5 separate regions of the Mus musculus genome follow, and regions 1, 2, 4 and 5 are each linked to region 3. The links are chromatin contacts, called in public promoter capture Hi-C maps. All regions are on one chromosome and are shown on one strand. The core of a region is the stretch at or near the end of the contact, and the rest is flanking DNA. Distances in the headings are between cores, read along the strand shown. Region 1 holds the start of Tfg (Trk-fused gene). Region 2 holds the start of Tomm70a (translocase of outer mitochondrial membrane 70A). Region 3 holds the start of Crybg3 (beta-gamma crystallin domain containing 3). Region 4 holds the start of Nit2 (nitrilase family, member 2). Region 5 holds the start of Tbc1d23 (TBC1 domain family, member 23).

What was found. Promoter capture Hi-C pulls out the DNA fragments that hold promoters and counts their contacts. Capture Hi-C pulls out chosen DNA fragments and counts their contacts.
Region 1: a promoter capture Hi-C map of adipose tissue shows a contact between it and region 3, with 6 times the contacts expected there. The contact joins the promoter of Tfg here to the promoter of Crybg3 in region 3. A contact is called at or near these places in 3 of 39 promoter capture datasets (liver and pre-B cells) and 2 of 9 other capture datasets (adipose tissue and liver).
Region 2: a promoter capture Hi-C map of liver shows a contact between it and region 3, with 6 times the contacts expected there. The contact joins the promoter of Tomm70a here to the promoter of Crybg3 in region 3. A contact is called at or near these places in 2 of 39 promoter capture datasets (embryonic stem cells and liver), 2 of 115 datasets of contacts at active chromatin or transcription factors (astrocytes and embryonic stem cells) and 1 of 9 other capture datasets (liver).
Region 4: a promoter capture Hi-C map of adipose tissue shows a contact between it and region 3, with 5 times the contacts expected there. The contact joins the promoter of Nit2 here to the promoter of Crybg3 in region 3. A contact is called at or near these places in 2 of 39 promoter capture datasets (liver and pre-B cells) and 1 of 9 other capture datasets (adipose tissue).
Region 5: a contact with region 3 is called in a promoter capture Hi-C map of pre-B cells, with 4 times the contacts expected there. The contact joins the promoter of Tbc1d23 here to the promoter of Crybg3 in region 3.

Annotation. Positions count from the first base shown.
Region 1 is chr16:56,716,111-56,718,810 of GRCm38.p6, reverse strand. Tfg (Trk-fused gene) reads left to right here and starts at 1,361. Exons shown (of 8, transcript NM_019678.3): 1 at 1,361-1,626.
Region 2 is chr16:57,120,391-57,123,090 of GRCm38.p6, reverse strand. It overlaps Tomm70a (translocase of outer mitochondrial membrane 70A), which reads right to left and starts at 1,377. Exons shown (of 12, transcript NM_138599.5): 1 at 897-1,377. The coding sequence starts at 1,229.
Region 3 is chr16:59,599,779-59,602,478 of GRCm38.p6, reverse strand. Crybg3 (beta-gamma crystallin domain containing 3) reads left to right here and starts at 1,432. Exons shown (of 22, transcript NM_174848.4): 1 at 1,432-1,734. The coding sequence starts at 1,586.
Region 4 is chr16:57,166,074-57,168,773 of GRCm38.p6, reverse strand. Nit2 (nitrilase family, member 2) reads left to right here and starts at 1,442. Exons shown (of 10, transcript NM_023175.1): 1 at 1,442-1,493; 2 at 2,558-2,676. The coding sequence starts at 1,487. It overlaps Gm16892 (a long non-coding RNA gene), which reads right to left and starts at 1,405. Exons shown (of 2, transcript XR_003951893.1): 1 at 1,304-1,405.
Region 5 is chr16:57,230,178-57,232,877 of GRCm38.p6, reverse strand. It overlaps Tbc1d23 (TBC1 domain family, member 23), which reads left to right and starts at 1,412. Exons shown (of 19, transcript NM_001358433.1): 1 at 1,412-1,564. The coding sequence starts at 1,512.

The DNA of each region.
Region 1 (2,700 bases), core at 112-2,611, 2.9 Mb after region 3:
GAATGAATATATTGTCCTGAAAGCAGACAAGCAACAGTACTAAAGTCCTTTCTGAGCACTGCTACAAAATCTACAACCTCTTCTTTCCAGATTATTCTGGTAATGAGATCTCTGTGTTTCTAGATGTAGATTTTTTTAATAAAAAGTATGCTCAAATTACATCTATAGGCATTGTATGGTTTTTGCACAGATACTATAGGGAACTGTATCCATGTCTAGGACATACGGTATTATAGAAAAGAACATAAAGGAACATAGCAAAAGAACAAATTATAAAGAAAGAAGTCTGTATGAGACCAGAGCACACATCTAAGCTTTCTTCCTGGACACACTTAATTTCTTCCAGCAACAAGTCCCTAAACCATGTGAATAGTCTGCCAGAAGTTACTTGTAAGACTTAGATTGTAGTGTTAGATTATACCACTCCACTTTGCTTTATTTATTTATTTTTCTTCTTCTTCTTGTTAAAGGAGATTACGGGACCCACTGGTTGCTGTGTACTAAGATTCCTGGCACCCAGATTGCAAGCAGATTGAAATGTGTTCAGCGTAAAATACATTTATTCAAACACTTTAGACACAAGGGATGGCTCTTAATAAAGAACAGTGGAAGCATTGTTGAATTCTAGTTGCTCAGACACTAGTCAGGGACCAATGTGTAAGCAGTCTTTTCAAGGGTGAGTCCAAGCCGTGTTTGCTCCTTTGTGACTGAGTCACCTCACTCAGGATGATAATTCTCAAGTTCCATCCATTTAAACACATCCAAAGCAAAAAGAAAACTGAATTTAGGCGAGTGTAGGGTATGGTCAAATCTCTATCCTATAAAAGCCTTCTTGAAGCCTCGGTTTTTACTATCCAAGTTTGTCTTTTGCACCGGTGGGTGTGCCCTCTAAACTCGGATCTTCCTAAATGTTTGGGTAGAGCTTAGCTGGGGAACTGACTCATCCTAGCACTCTTTCGGCAAAGCGTAGGCACTCAATCCTGAATGAATGAATGAATGAACGTGTAGAAAGAAGGCGGAAAAGGGGTTCGTTTTTTCCGAGATGTGACAGACTAGCGCGTAGTCACGACAGCCACAAAGCAACAAGACCCAAACCTTTCTGGACAGATGCCCCACTTCCCCCAGGCTCTCGTAGCAAACCCAGCCCTGCAGACTACGCCCCGCCCACCCAGCAGCCAGACTTAGGAAAGACTGGCTGCCCGGAAAACCGGAAGTGCTGGTAATTCCCTGCGCATGCGTGTCCGCCTCGGCTCGCACTTCCTACACTCGGTCATCCAGTGAGGAAGCCGGGCCGCTCACCCGACGCAGCGGGGTCTTCGCCCGCCCCGCCCCTCACCCACTGCGCATGCGTCCTGACTGGCTTGTGCGCCTGGAGGCGGGGCGCCAGGGCAGTTTTTTTTTTTCTCCCCTTCGCTCCCGCCCCTGCGCTTCCCACCTGCCACGTACGGGACCGTGGCTGTCGCTAGGCTCGTCGGGTGCGTGCGATTGGCCAGCTCTGCGCAGCCTGCAGCTCGGCGAGGCTCGGCGGACGGCGGCGGAGCGGACGGGGTTTGGAAGCCTCCTCTGCGACACCGAGTGAGCCCGCAGCGGCCGGGTCAGCTGAGGTGGACGGCCTCGGCAAGCGGGGTATGTCCGCCGGAGTGAGGCGCGCGTGGCGACTCAAGGAGGAGGTCGGGGGAACCGGGAGGGCCGCAGGGCTTCTGGAACCTCCCAGCGCCGGGTGGGAGGGTGGGGCTGGGGACCGTGGGAAGGGGCTGGGAGGGAGGGCGCAGGGCCCGGGTGAGGCGGACGAGCGGCCCGGCATGGGGGAGGGGCGGCTGGGAGGGAGGGAGGGAGGGGGAGGAGAGGGCGCCCGGCCCGGCCTGACCTGGAGGGCGTTTGGCCCCGCTGATACCCCAAGTCCTGTTCCCTCCGGCCCCAGAGAGTAGAGGGGAGCCTGGGGGTACCTCTTACGGAGGTCGAGAACCAGGGATCGAAGAAGCCTGGGGCGTTTGCTCGGTGCTTCACCCTCTAGAGCAACTTGGAAGGTGGAGGGTGAATCATGGAAGACATAGAAAGGGGGCTTGAGAAAGCCCAAAGCGTTTGTGCCTGATCCCCGGGAGTGGCTTGGACGTTGGAGCGTAGACCTGGAGTTAATCGGTAGATTGAGGACACAGAAAGGAGCCCCATTCGGTCGTACACTCCCGTGCTTAGTGTCCTCTTGGGGCCCTACCCAGTTTTACTGATTACAGTTGCCAACTTTTGTTAAGTTGCCGTCTCTGGGCACGGTAGGGAGAATTGTAGATAGGTAATCTCAAAGATTCTACCAAAGTAGCTTGTTAGGCTCCCTTCGCATGTGCAGAAAGTACGCCGCAGAGAAGAACTTGAGCTCACATAGCTACCAGTGAAAATGGTTACATTCTTGCCATATACACTGCGTGTCATACAGATTTTGAGACCCACTTACAGTTTTAGAATAATCAAGGTTCTTTAAAGAAAGAAAAGAAAAGAGAGAAAGAAAAAATAGAGAAGAAAAAGGAGCCAGTTGGTGGTGGTGCACTCAGGAGTCAGAGGCAGGTGGATTTCTGAGTTCGGGGCCAGCCTGGTCTACAGAACAGCCAAGGCTACCCAGAGAAATCCTGTCTTGGGGAGGCGGGGACAAGAAAAGAAAGAAGGGAAAAAGAAACTTGTTTAGAGGGTGGGCGTTTTAGAAGCTTCTGA
Region 2 (2,700 bases), core at 128-2,627, 2.5 Mb after region 3:
TGCGTGTGTATAAAGAATTTCCTCAGGCACATACCTGGTATTTATTTACCTGTAAGTTTCTCTGAACTTGGATTACTCTGGTAATACCACCACAGAATTCCTGACCCAGTAAAGTCCCTTATCTCACTCAATCTCAGTCCATGCCAATTCTCCACACAGCCGTCAAACTTGTCAAAAAGATTTAATAGTCTGACCACCAGATCCGATAGAGCAGTTTATCACTCCAATGCTTGTTATAACACCAGAGACTCTTTATCAGGCTTGGACACATGTATATATATGTCCAGGTGAAATAGAACATTTTAAGATGTGCAGCGGGGGTGGGGGTGGGAGGCACAGTTCCTTAAAAACTGAACTATTTCCTATATACAAAGCTACCTAATGATTTTTTTGAACTTTGTAATAGTTGCTAATCTCCCTCCCCAAACACACACACACACACACACACACACACACACACACACACAATCAGAGCGAGAGAGAAACTCCGAAAGAAAAATGGCTTGTTTTTAAAAGGTTCTTAGCAAAGTTCTGGTCTTGGGAAACACAATAACAACTCACGGTACAACTCCAATCGTTCCGTGAAATTTGCCTTTCTTCGCTTAATGGAATTACTATATTTGTGCATGTTTCCCATACCTACATACTAGGGATAAATGCTGTGTCACTTAGAAGAAAGGCAAAGTATTCTGTTGGATCCCAAAGGAAATTGTCAAAGAACGTCTCTACGCTAGCCAGCCTGGAGCTGCTATTCCATTCCCTATAAAGGCAACCAGAAACGACTCTAAAGTCACTCGGCAGTTTCCGACCGGTGGGAGGGCCCCTCACCCGCACAACGGGTCAAGGAAAAGCTGCATCCGCTCGTTTTCACCTCTACGGCCCGGGCGGCTTCTCACCATTTCCAGGGAGTCCCCAGAACCGTCGTGGTGGCCACTGCCCAGGGCCGGACTGGCCCTGCCCTCGGGGGTCTTCCGTTCACTGTTGCGCTTCAGGCCGCTGGCGTCGCCCCGGCCTCCCGCTTCCCGGCGCCTCCGCCTTCGGCTCCACAGGTACATAGCCCCAGCACCCAGCAACAGGGGCGCCCCGATGGCCAGCGCCACGTGCCATCGCGGCAGGGTCCCCGCGCCCGAGCCGGGGCCCGCAGTCCCACCGCCACCGCCCACTCCATTTCCAGAACCGGGCGCAGCAGCCGCCGCCATCGCCGCCTCTATGGGCTTAGAGGCGGCCATGACGACTGTCCTCCGCCGCCGCCGCGCCGGTCGCGGGCGCCACGGTCACCGGGCAGCGTGGGGAGGAAGCCGGGAGCGTGGAGGGAAAGCAACGCGCGAGCGAGCACGCTAAGCAGCAGGAGCGGACGACAGAAAAGGGCCAGAGGTCACCGGAAGCCCGGGGCATGCCGGGCTAGACCGGCGGCTGGGCCCGCCCCTATCTACTGTACAGGGGAGAACCACTTCCGGGGTCAGAAGGCCTGGCGCTCTGGGTGGCTTTTCCCTTTCCTCTTGCAGGCGGTTGCCTAGAATCGCTCGGGAGGTCTCAGGCCTTGCGTGACTGCAGACCTCTTCTCCAGGACAGAAGGACCCGTGGCACTGTCGCCAGTGCGGCGAGGAGGGGCGTGGGGGGCCGTGTGCAGCAAGTGTAGAGGGACAGCTCCCTGTAGCTCTGTGAGTGGGCGGGACTTGCAGAAGCACTGTGAAGGGAATTGGCCAGCAGGGATGGTGGGCCTCCCAGTTGATTGGTAGGATCGGGGAGGGGGGTGTGGCTACGTTGGTGCCTGTTAAAGACTGAAACTGTGGGAGGGGGGAAAAAGGGTGAGACCATCGTGCTGTGTAAACCAGCTTTGTATATTTCTGCAATAGCCAGATTGTAGTTTGGACAAATTTGTAGTTCCTGGGACAATGACAGAGGGCAAAGACTAGATGGAAACTGGGGAAGGTAGGTTGACTCATGGAAGTGACTTGCAGCCTGTGTGCTGCACCTTTAATAGTTACAAAGGGCAAGGATGTCTGTTAGAAGGCTTTCCTATTGGCTTTCCTCGAGGACCCCGGATCACCGCAGGCATCTTTACGTGTGTATCTTAAAATGGATTCCACCTGACATCTAGCCCATACAACCTTCCCTGGAGCACAAGTGTCTGTCACAACACTTTGAGTTTGCTCACTTATTTGAAATAACTTAAATTTTTAAAAAAAATTTATTTCATTTATATGACTACACTGTAGCTGTTTTTCAAGCACATCAGAAGAGGGCATCGGATCCCATTACAGATGGTTGTGAGCCAACCATGTGGTTGCTGGGAATTGAACTCAGGACCTCTGGAAGAACAGTCAGTGCTCTTAACTGCTGAGCCATCTCGTCAGCCCTGAAGTACTTTTCTTAAGCCTTCATGAACTCTGGATCTGGTCTCAAAGCATGAAGTCTACTTTGCAAGGTGTTTGGAATTCACACAATTTTCAAGAAAAAAAGGCAAAGCATGGATAATTAAATGTTCCAGGCTATGGCTCTTCATTTCAGGTTTGAACATCCTTTTGTCAAACAAACAAACAAACAAACAAACAAACAAACCAAAAAAACAAAAACCAAACACCCATAGATGGTCATTTGGCTTTTAAGTACCACAGGATGCTCACCATAATAGCATTACATGAAGATGCAAAGGCCAAGTTGTGTCAACGTGGAGTGATTAAAATAGAATGTTCCAGT
Region 3 (2,700 bases), core at 183-2,682:
CATAACAAAATCCTAGAATCTAGGATTCAAGAACCTGCTATTGTATGTCAAGACTCTAGGGTACAGGAAATCTAAAAATCTAAGTATTGGAAAAGCAAACATTCAATACCAAGAACTTTCCATGCCGTGAGCCTAATACTTCTGCATATACCTAGGAGACCAGTTGTAAAGAAACATTAATACGTGGACTACTATAACATTTTCCTATCAGCTAATTGAGAGAAATAGTATTATTGAAAATCAGAATTTGCCTCATAATCTTATTGACGCCCAGACACTTTTATCCCCAGACAGACTCCTTGCCTGGACCCTCTGTGCCAACACTGAGGTGTAGGACCACTTTTTGTCACAGGGCAACAGGGGGAGGCAACTGCTAGTCAGCTAACATTGCGTTGGGGAGGCACATTATTCTCCAGGCCCTGTAGCTGCATGGAAGAATTTGCTTGTCCATCTGTATCTGATCCTAATTTTTTTCTTACTCTCATACTCCTAGTTTCAGATCCAGTTGACAGATTAAAATGCCTCAAAGGGGTAGCTGTGGGTCCGCGGGAAGGCTCCTTAACCGGCACTATGATTCCTTGGGGCCGACAGGTAGACGTTCAACCTCCTCACTTCTCCAGCCAGCCACAGACAGCTATCACCCTATTTTCATGTGATTTGCCCACATAACATTTTTAGTTACTAAATGTCCCACTGTTATCTTGAACTTCATACCTCTGGAGTTTGACTTCAGACAAACTATAACAATACACCTGGGGCGAATATGGCTCTGTGTGCTTTCTCTGTTAGCAGCTCCGCTGTATAAAGTCATTTTTATCATAACCAGATATTCGTTTTAAACTAATGTTAAGGGCCTTTGGCGTTCCAGAATACAGGAGTATCTGCGCAACAACCAAATATTTGTTTCAGCATTTTTCTAGTTTGAGTCATACCTGAATCAGATTTGGTTTTGTGATCAGGGACGGTTTTTTTGAAAAAGGATTCTGGGAGTGGCCCACAGGTGAAGGGTGAGCGCTAAAACACACCTGGGTTGGTGGCTCCTCATCTGAGCCAGCTGAAGCAGAAACAAGGTGCTGACAGCAGGACAGATGGGACCTACCCTTGCAGGCTGAAACTGTCTTTAGAAAGGCTGTGCTCAGGTTCCAGGCTGCAGGGCACGCGGGTGCTGCTTCTTGCCAGGTGTTTCCCCAGACTTTAATTGATTACCCTGTTTTAAAACAGCCCTAACTCGGGAAAGGGAAGCAAAGCATTTACAGTTGACTGTTGGCCAAGCCAAGTGGGCTGCGGGCTGGGCTGGTTTGGGCGGGAAGCCGGAGCCTAGCATCCCCAGGCTGCTCCTCCCGGATCTGCACGCTGTGGCCGACAGGGCGGTCGCGGCCACTGGCTCCTCCCGGGGGCGGGCAGCTCCGGGCGCGGGCGGGAGGAGGAGCCGCACGGGGAGCGCTCGTGCCGGCCGGGCTGGAGGAGCCGCGCCGGCGGCCCGGGCCGACTCTCGCTGCGCTCAGCGAGCCAGGGCTGCGGCCACCCTCGCTCCGGCCAGCGGCTCGTCGGGGCCCGCGGACGGCGCGGCCGAGCCGGTGGGGAGATGTCCGGCGGCCGCAGGAGGGGCAGCGCCCCCTGGCACAGCTTCTCTCGGTTCTTCGCTCCGCGGAACCCTTCTCGGGACAAGGAAGAGGAAGAGGAGGAGAAGCCGGGGACCGGCCAGCCGGCGGGAGTGAGCCGGAGTGCAGCCAGGTGGGAGCCGCGGGGGCGCCGTGCGCGCCTTCCTCCGCCGCTCGGGTTTCCTCCGGTCCCGCCCTGGGTGGCTTAGATCTGGGGAAGTTCTTGCTCCCGGCCGGTGGCTTTTCCCGCCGCCATCGGGGGCTCCCGGCTCTGTCCCCTCCACTCCGGGAGGCTCTGAAGCTGCCGAGGGAATCTCGCGCCCCTCCGCGTCGTGCTTTGCCATCTTAAGGTTTTCTCGAAGTGATTCCTAAAAGAGTTGCAATCAGAGCTTTCTGAGACGACATCCAGAATCTGAAGTCTTCGCCAGATTTGTTTACAGTTTAAATGTTGCCGCCCTTCCTCCTTTCTCTCTGTCTCTCTCACTGGGGACATCTGACGGAAGCGCTCCGATTTGGGGAACCAGGGCCGGAGCTGAGAGCTGGCTCAGTTTAATGATTAGTATGTGCACTCTTGCACTCTTTCCATAATCATTTTTCCTCTACTCCTGCTGCTTTAAAGATTGACATTTTAAAAATTCGTCTCATTAAAATGCCCGTTTTTAAATTTCCTTATCAACCCTAAAGGAGAGGTGGTTTCGCTTCTTTCTCCTTTTTTTTTTTTTTTTTTTTTGAGAAGTGAAGCCAACTTCACTTGCACCAGAAGAACCTGTAACCCATGTCCTTGGAAGGTTGCCCTCTAGAGAGCTATATTTACCTCAGACTAAAGACTTGCTGATGGACTTCAAAGAAAAATGGATCGGAAACAACTGACGCTTCTAGTTCCATTACTATTTAGGGTTTGTGATTTGTTGTTAGCCCTTCGTTCTCCTTGCTTTTCCTAATTGTGAATCATTTCCAGTGTAATCACCTGTTAGCATAATACGTCTTTCCAAGAAATGACCAATTATAATTGACTGGTTATTCTACTAGGAAGTTTCAGATACTTTTGGCCTGGTTGTTGATGCTTTTAACATTCGAAGTTTCCCCGTCCTTAATGGTA
Region 4 (2,700 bases), core at 193-2,692, 2.4 Mb after region 3:
CAGTGGCACTAGGTGGGTGCTGGGGTGCTCATAGCCCCAGCTATTGAAGGAGGAAGGAGGATCAGTTGAGCTCAGGGAGTGAGGTTTCTGTGACCTTTCCCCCCTCTTTCTACTAGAGCTGTCAATAGATCTGTCACCTTAGACCTGGCTTTGTCTTCAGTAGTTGCCATGGCTACCAGGCCACTGCAGTTTCTAATGCAAGATGAAGATGGGGTAAATATGTTAACCCTGGAAGACATAAGGCCATACTGCAACCCATCCCCACACCTTCCTCCAGCGCATACATTCTTTGTTCACCCCGCTTCCCCAGTGTTCTCAGGTTCTTGGAAGAAACAATTCTGTGATCCCCTCAGGACGATGTAGGTGCTTAGATCCAAACCCAGGTCCTTTGCAAGAGCACCAAGTGCTCTTAACCACGGAGCCATCTCTCCAGCCCTGCTTTGTCCTTTTCAAACTGCTGTTTATGGTTCTCTCTCTCTCCCTCTCTCTGTCTCTCTGTTTGGCTCTCTCTGTCTCTCCCAAAGTTTGTGAAAAGCTCAGCCCCACTGAAGACAGCTGACTAAAATTTCTTTTGGGGATCTGATCTGCAGGCTTTCTTTCCTCTTGTCAAGCTCTCTAATCCCCTTGGCTCCGTGCTCTGCAAATGTGACAAGGTATAGACTTTAACTTGCAAGCACTGCAAAGCTTAGAAAGCAATGTCACTAGCTGGGTGTGTTGCTACAGGACTCAATCCCTGCACTCAGGAGTGGGAGCAGGAGGATTAGACGTCAAGGTGAGCCTTAGCTACATAGCAAGTTAAAGTGCAGCCTAGGCTACAAGAGACCCTGTCTGAAAACCGGAAAAGCTCAAAACAAAAATAAATATTTACATAAATGATAATGAATAAAAATTAAATAATAAATACAAAGGTCAAATCGTAGAATACTGCTTAGCACCAACTCTATCTCTTTCCCCAGCCCAGTTAGGAGCAAGGTTCTGAAGTCCTGCTAGCCTAAAACAACCAGGTGCACTTCCTCAAGCCAGTCAGCATGGAGCATCGTTACCCTGGCCACTGCCATGATCTAACCTGAAATTTATGTCCTTTGTGCCACAAGTAGGACCTTTCTACCCCAGACCATTTATGGCACACTACCATAACGTAGGCTTCTCTTTTTTGACTTTGCTTTTGAAGGCCCTATATAAAGAATTTGTAATTATCACTTCTTGGTGTATGCAACCGCAAAGGGTGAGCCATTTTTAGTACGGTGCCCAGGCAAGAATGTAGACTGGTACTGAATGTGCACAAAGTCGGAGGCTTACTCACCTACATTACAGCACAGCACAAAACAAAACAGTAAAATCCTCAAAGCTCATCGAGGCTCCGCCCCTCGACCCAGCCCTTGACCACGCCCCTTCTGCGCGCGCGGCTCGGCCCCGCCTTCTGCACGCTGCGGAGGAGATTGACTGGCAGGAGTCCCTGTGGCCTGCGGTGCACCGTGGAAGAGCCATGTCTAGTAAGTGGCTCGTGGTCTGGTTGTCCAGCTCCCAGCGGGAGCGGGGTCCTCCGTGCGGCGGTGCAGATGAGCCGGCTGGGTCCTTGCGTCCCCCGGTCAGCCATGCCGGTGGCTCTTGTCACCGGTGTCCGCGGCGCGGCGAAGCCCAGGGGCGGCTGGCCGTGCGAGCACAGGCCTCCGCGCGGGGCGTCCTGTGCTGTCGGAGCTGGTCAGCTTGCGGGTTGGGTGGTGGTGTCCAACTCGTGGCTCTGACTTCCTCGCCTCACAAAGCGGTGGATAATCACACCTCACTCCGCAGTTCCTCGTCTGTAAAAGTTTATAGTTGCACTGTCCTGGCATATTCATGTAAATGTTGTTCCCGTAATAGGCCCGTCACTCGAGGTGTTTTCGTGCCCTCCGCCCCGACTTGTTCATCTTCAAAATCATTAATCGCTTTCCGGAGAAGGGGAAGCAACAAGTCTTGCACACGGAGGACCCCAGTGGAGGGGTTTTCCTGCGTAAGCCTGCAGAGGGCGCTTTTGCACCGGCCCCTAACCTGGGTCGGGACCTTGTCCATATTGGGTGGCTTTTGGAAGAAGCTAGAAACAAAACTATAGTTTTATTATCCTTTCCTGCCTCAGGAGCAGAGGCAGTCTAACTTCCTAGGGTTAGGGGAGATATTAGTGAGTTTCTGTGATACTCTGGTGACAGCTCAAGGTCTGTTAACCTGAAAATAATGCCAGGTTTTGGTTTCATTTGTTTTTATACAGATTCTGGCACTGTTCAATTAAGAGGTGTTAGGGGCTAAATGCCTTTTTTTTTTTTTTCTCTCTCATCATATTTAGGATAAGCCAAGGAATGAGCGATCATAGTTTTTATACTTTTAAGGAGAGCTTCGGCCTTCTTCAGAAGCCAGGTTTTGTCAGTGTTGTCGATATACCCCTTTAGATTGCCAGTAGTTGGGTCAATCAAAAACCATGTTCAAATACTGCCTGATATCCTGTTTGAGAATCCTGGCCCTGGGTGAACTTAGTGGGCAGATCTGATGACTTTTTTTTTTTTTTTTTTTTTTCTTTTTTCCCCAGCTTTCCGCCTGGCCCTCATACAGCTTCAAGTTTCTTCCATTAAATCAGATAACCTTACCCGGGCTTGTAGCCTAGTGCGGGAGGCAGCAAAGCAAGGTGCCAACATAGTTTCTCTGCCTGTAAGTATCAGGGCAGCCTGCCCA
Region 5 (2,700 bases), core at 163-2,662, 2.4 Mb after region 3:
GTCAAGCCAAACCTGGTCTTGCCGGGTCTCCAAAGCAAATTCTGAGCTCCTCAAGGTTACTAGTGAGACTGTCTCAAAAGACAAAACAAAACATAACCAGCCAACCAATCGAACAGAAACTTACTTTACTTAATTAAAGCTATTTCTGGTCATTCCTGCCCCATCTAAAACTTAATTGTTTTCAGTTTTTCTACACATTACCCCTGCATTTCTCAGTGTGCATGCATCTATTGCTAATATATTGATATCAAACATAAACGATGCCTTTTGTTTGTAATCTGTTTGGTTCATCTAACAATGGCATTTTCAGATTTATCCATAAATTTCATGTAGTTAACTGCATCGTTGTTCCTGGGCTTAAAAATATTTGTTCAGCTCCTCCCTGAATCTGTACTAGGCAAAGATAGCCCAGGGGCTAGTGTTTTGGTAATACTGGTACTGTGGATGAAACCTGGGTGCGGAACAAGGAGGCCCATTTAGAGGGACAAATGGGACTTTGGCTAGGAAGGGAAGGATCTCGGCAGCTTTCTTTTTTTTTTTTTTTTTTTTAAGATTTATTTATTTATTATATGTAAGTACACTGTAGCTGTCTTCAGACACTCCAGAAGAAGGAGTCAGATCTTGTTACGGATGGTTGTGAGCCACCATGTGGTTGCTGGGATTTGAACTCTGGACCTTCGGAAGAGCAGTCGGGTGCTCTAACCCACTGAGCCATCTCACCAGCCCCCCTCGGCAGCTTTCTTAAACTGATTTTTTAAACTGGAATTTCAGTTTCAGAACTACAGTTGATTCTCCTGGCTGTTAGAAGACATATTTAAGATAGAAGACTAGAGTATAATTTTCTTAACTGGATAGCTTGACAGAGTCCTTCGTGTATTTTTATTTTTCTTGTAGCTCTGGTGATTGAATCATTGAGGATGCTGGGCAAGTGCTGTATGGTTTACTAAGTCCCTGGCCTTTTTATTTTTTTGAATGGTCTTTACAAATGATGTGGTATGTCCTTTCCTTTTTTTCTATTCAGCCTACCTTCTCTGTGTGAATTCATACTTGCCCTCCTCTCTCCACTAGCTGGGATTCTCAATTCTGGCTCACACCGGACAGCCAGAGACCCAAACATTAAGACGCCAAGCCAGGATGCTTCACTTTCAGAGTCTCCTCTGAGCCACGCCTGCCCGCAGCGTGGCGCCCCGCCCCATCCCGGAGAACCCCTCCCACTCCCCAGGGTCGGCCCCGCCCACAAGCCTTGTGCCCCGCCCACTCCGTTCGCGGGCCCTTGGCATCCTGGGATTTGTGGTCTTCCATAATCTTCTCCCTCTCGCAAAGCTCCGGGCTCCGCCTTTCGCCCTAGAGACGTGGTGACGTTGCATCCTTCCAATTCCTCGCCTCCTCCCTCTTTCGCTCTGGTGAGTCTCAAGTCTCAGACTTCATAACTCCTTTTACGACACTGAATCTCTGAGACAGTCTCGGTGCCAGGTCCACTTTTCGGCAAAGTGACGTGGACGTCAACAGCAATGGCGGAAGGAGAAGAGCTTCTGCCACTGTCAACGTCGGGCGGGGACAGCTGGTGAGTGCGAGCCCAGGTTTAATTCCCACTGGCCCCTTCTCTTCCTGTTCGCCATCCTGCCTGTCCCCGAGGTGCTGGCTGGCGGGGCGTGGAGCAAAAGGCACCTGTCCTCCTCTGAGCCCCTGCCCCGCCCCCTCTGCTTCAGGGTCCCCTCTGCCCGCGGGCTTCTGCGGCTGGGGCAGAATCCCGGGGACTCAGGGGCCATCCTGGATCTGCGCCTAAGTCAGGTCCTCCCGCTTGGCCCAGCGAAGAGAGTGGCTTCCCCACTGAGTTCGCCGAGTCCCTAGCCAGGGAGTTGGAATGGGCGCACTAAGGAGGAAGTTCTTGGATGGAGATCTCAGACCATTTGAAATGAGATCTTTTGAAATAACCACCGCGACCTTTGACAGTGCAGAGGTCGTGAGATACACCCAGCAAGATTCCTTCTACGTAGTTCAGGGTTGTCTTTAAAAAAAAAAATTATTATTATTAATTTTGTTTATCTCCCAACAGTTTCTAACATTTGTTATTATTATTTTTTTTTCTTCCCCACCACTTTCCTCACAATTTAATTTCATGACTTGGAGGGCGTTTTGAATTTTGTTACTGTTTCTCCCGGGCATTTGCATGTGTCTCTGGGGCTGTGGGAAGATTTGGTTTTTAAAGGAACTCATGTAGCCCAAGGCTGGCCTCGAACTTTCTGAGTGGCTGAGGATGACTGTGGACTTCCAATGCTTTTGCTTTCTCCTCCCGAGTGCTGGCTTGTAAGCTCCATCCTGCCTGGTTTGTGTTGGGCTGGGGATTGAACCGAGGGCTTCCTGTGTGCTAGGACAAGCATTCTACCAACTGTGATACATCCCCAACCCTGCCAATACCTTTTTGGTAGGCATTATTTTTCCCACTGAGGGTCATTAATTTTTGGTGGACACTTCTACTTTTGAAGTTGTGTGTGTGTGTGTGTGCACGTGTATATCTTACAGTTGATCTAACTGTATTGACCAGGTGTAAGACTCATGGATTTTGCTGTTGTTTTTCACAGTGTTTATATATCACTGTCACGGTGTACCTACACACAATGCAAGCCTTTGGTAAATTTGTACTTTACTAATTGAGGACAATAGAAATAACAGAAAGGAATACACGATATAGCAGTTGAG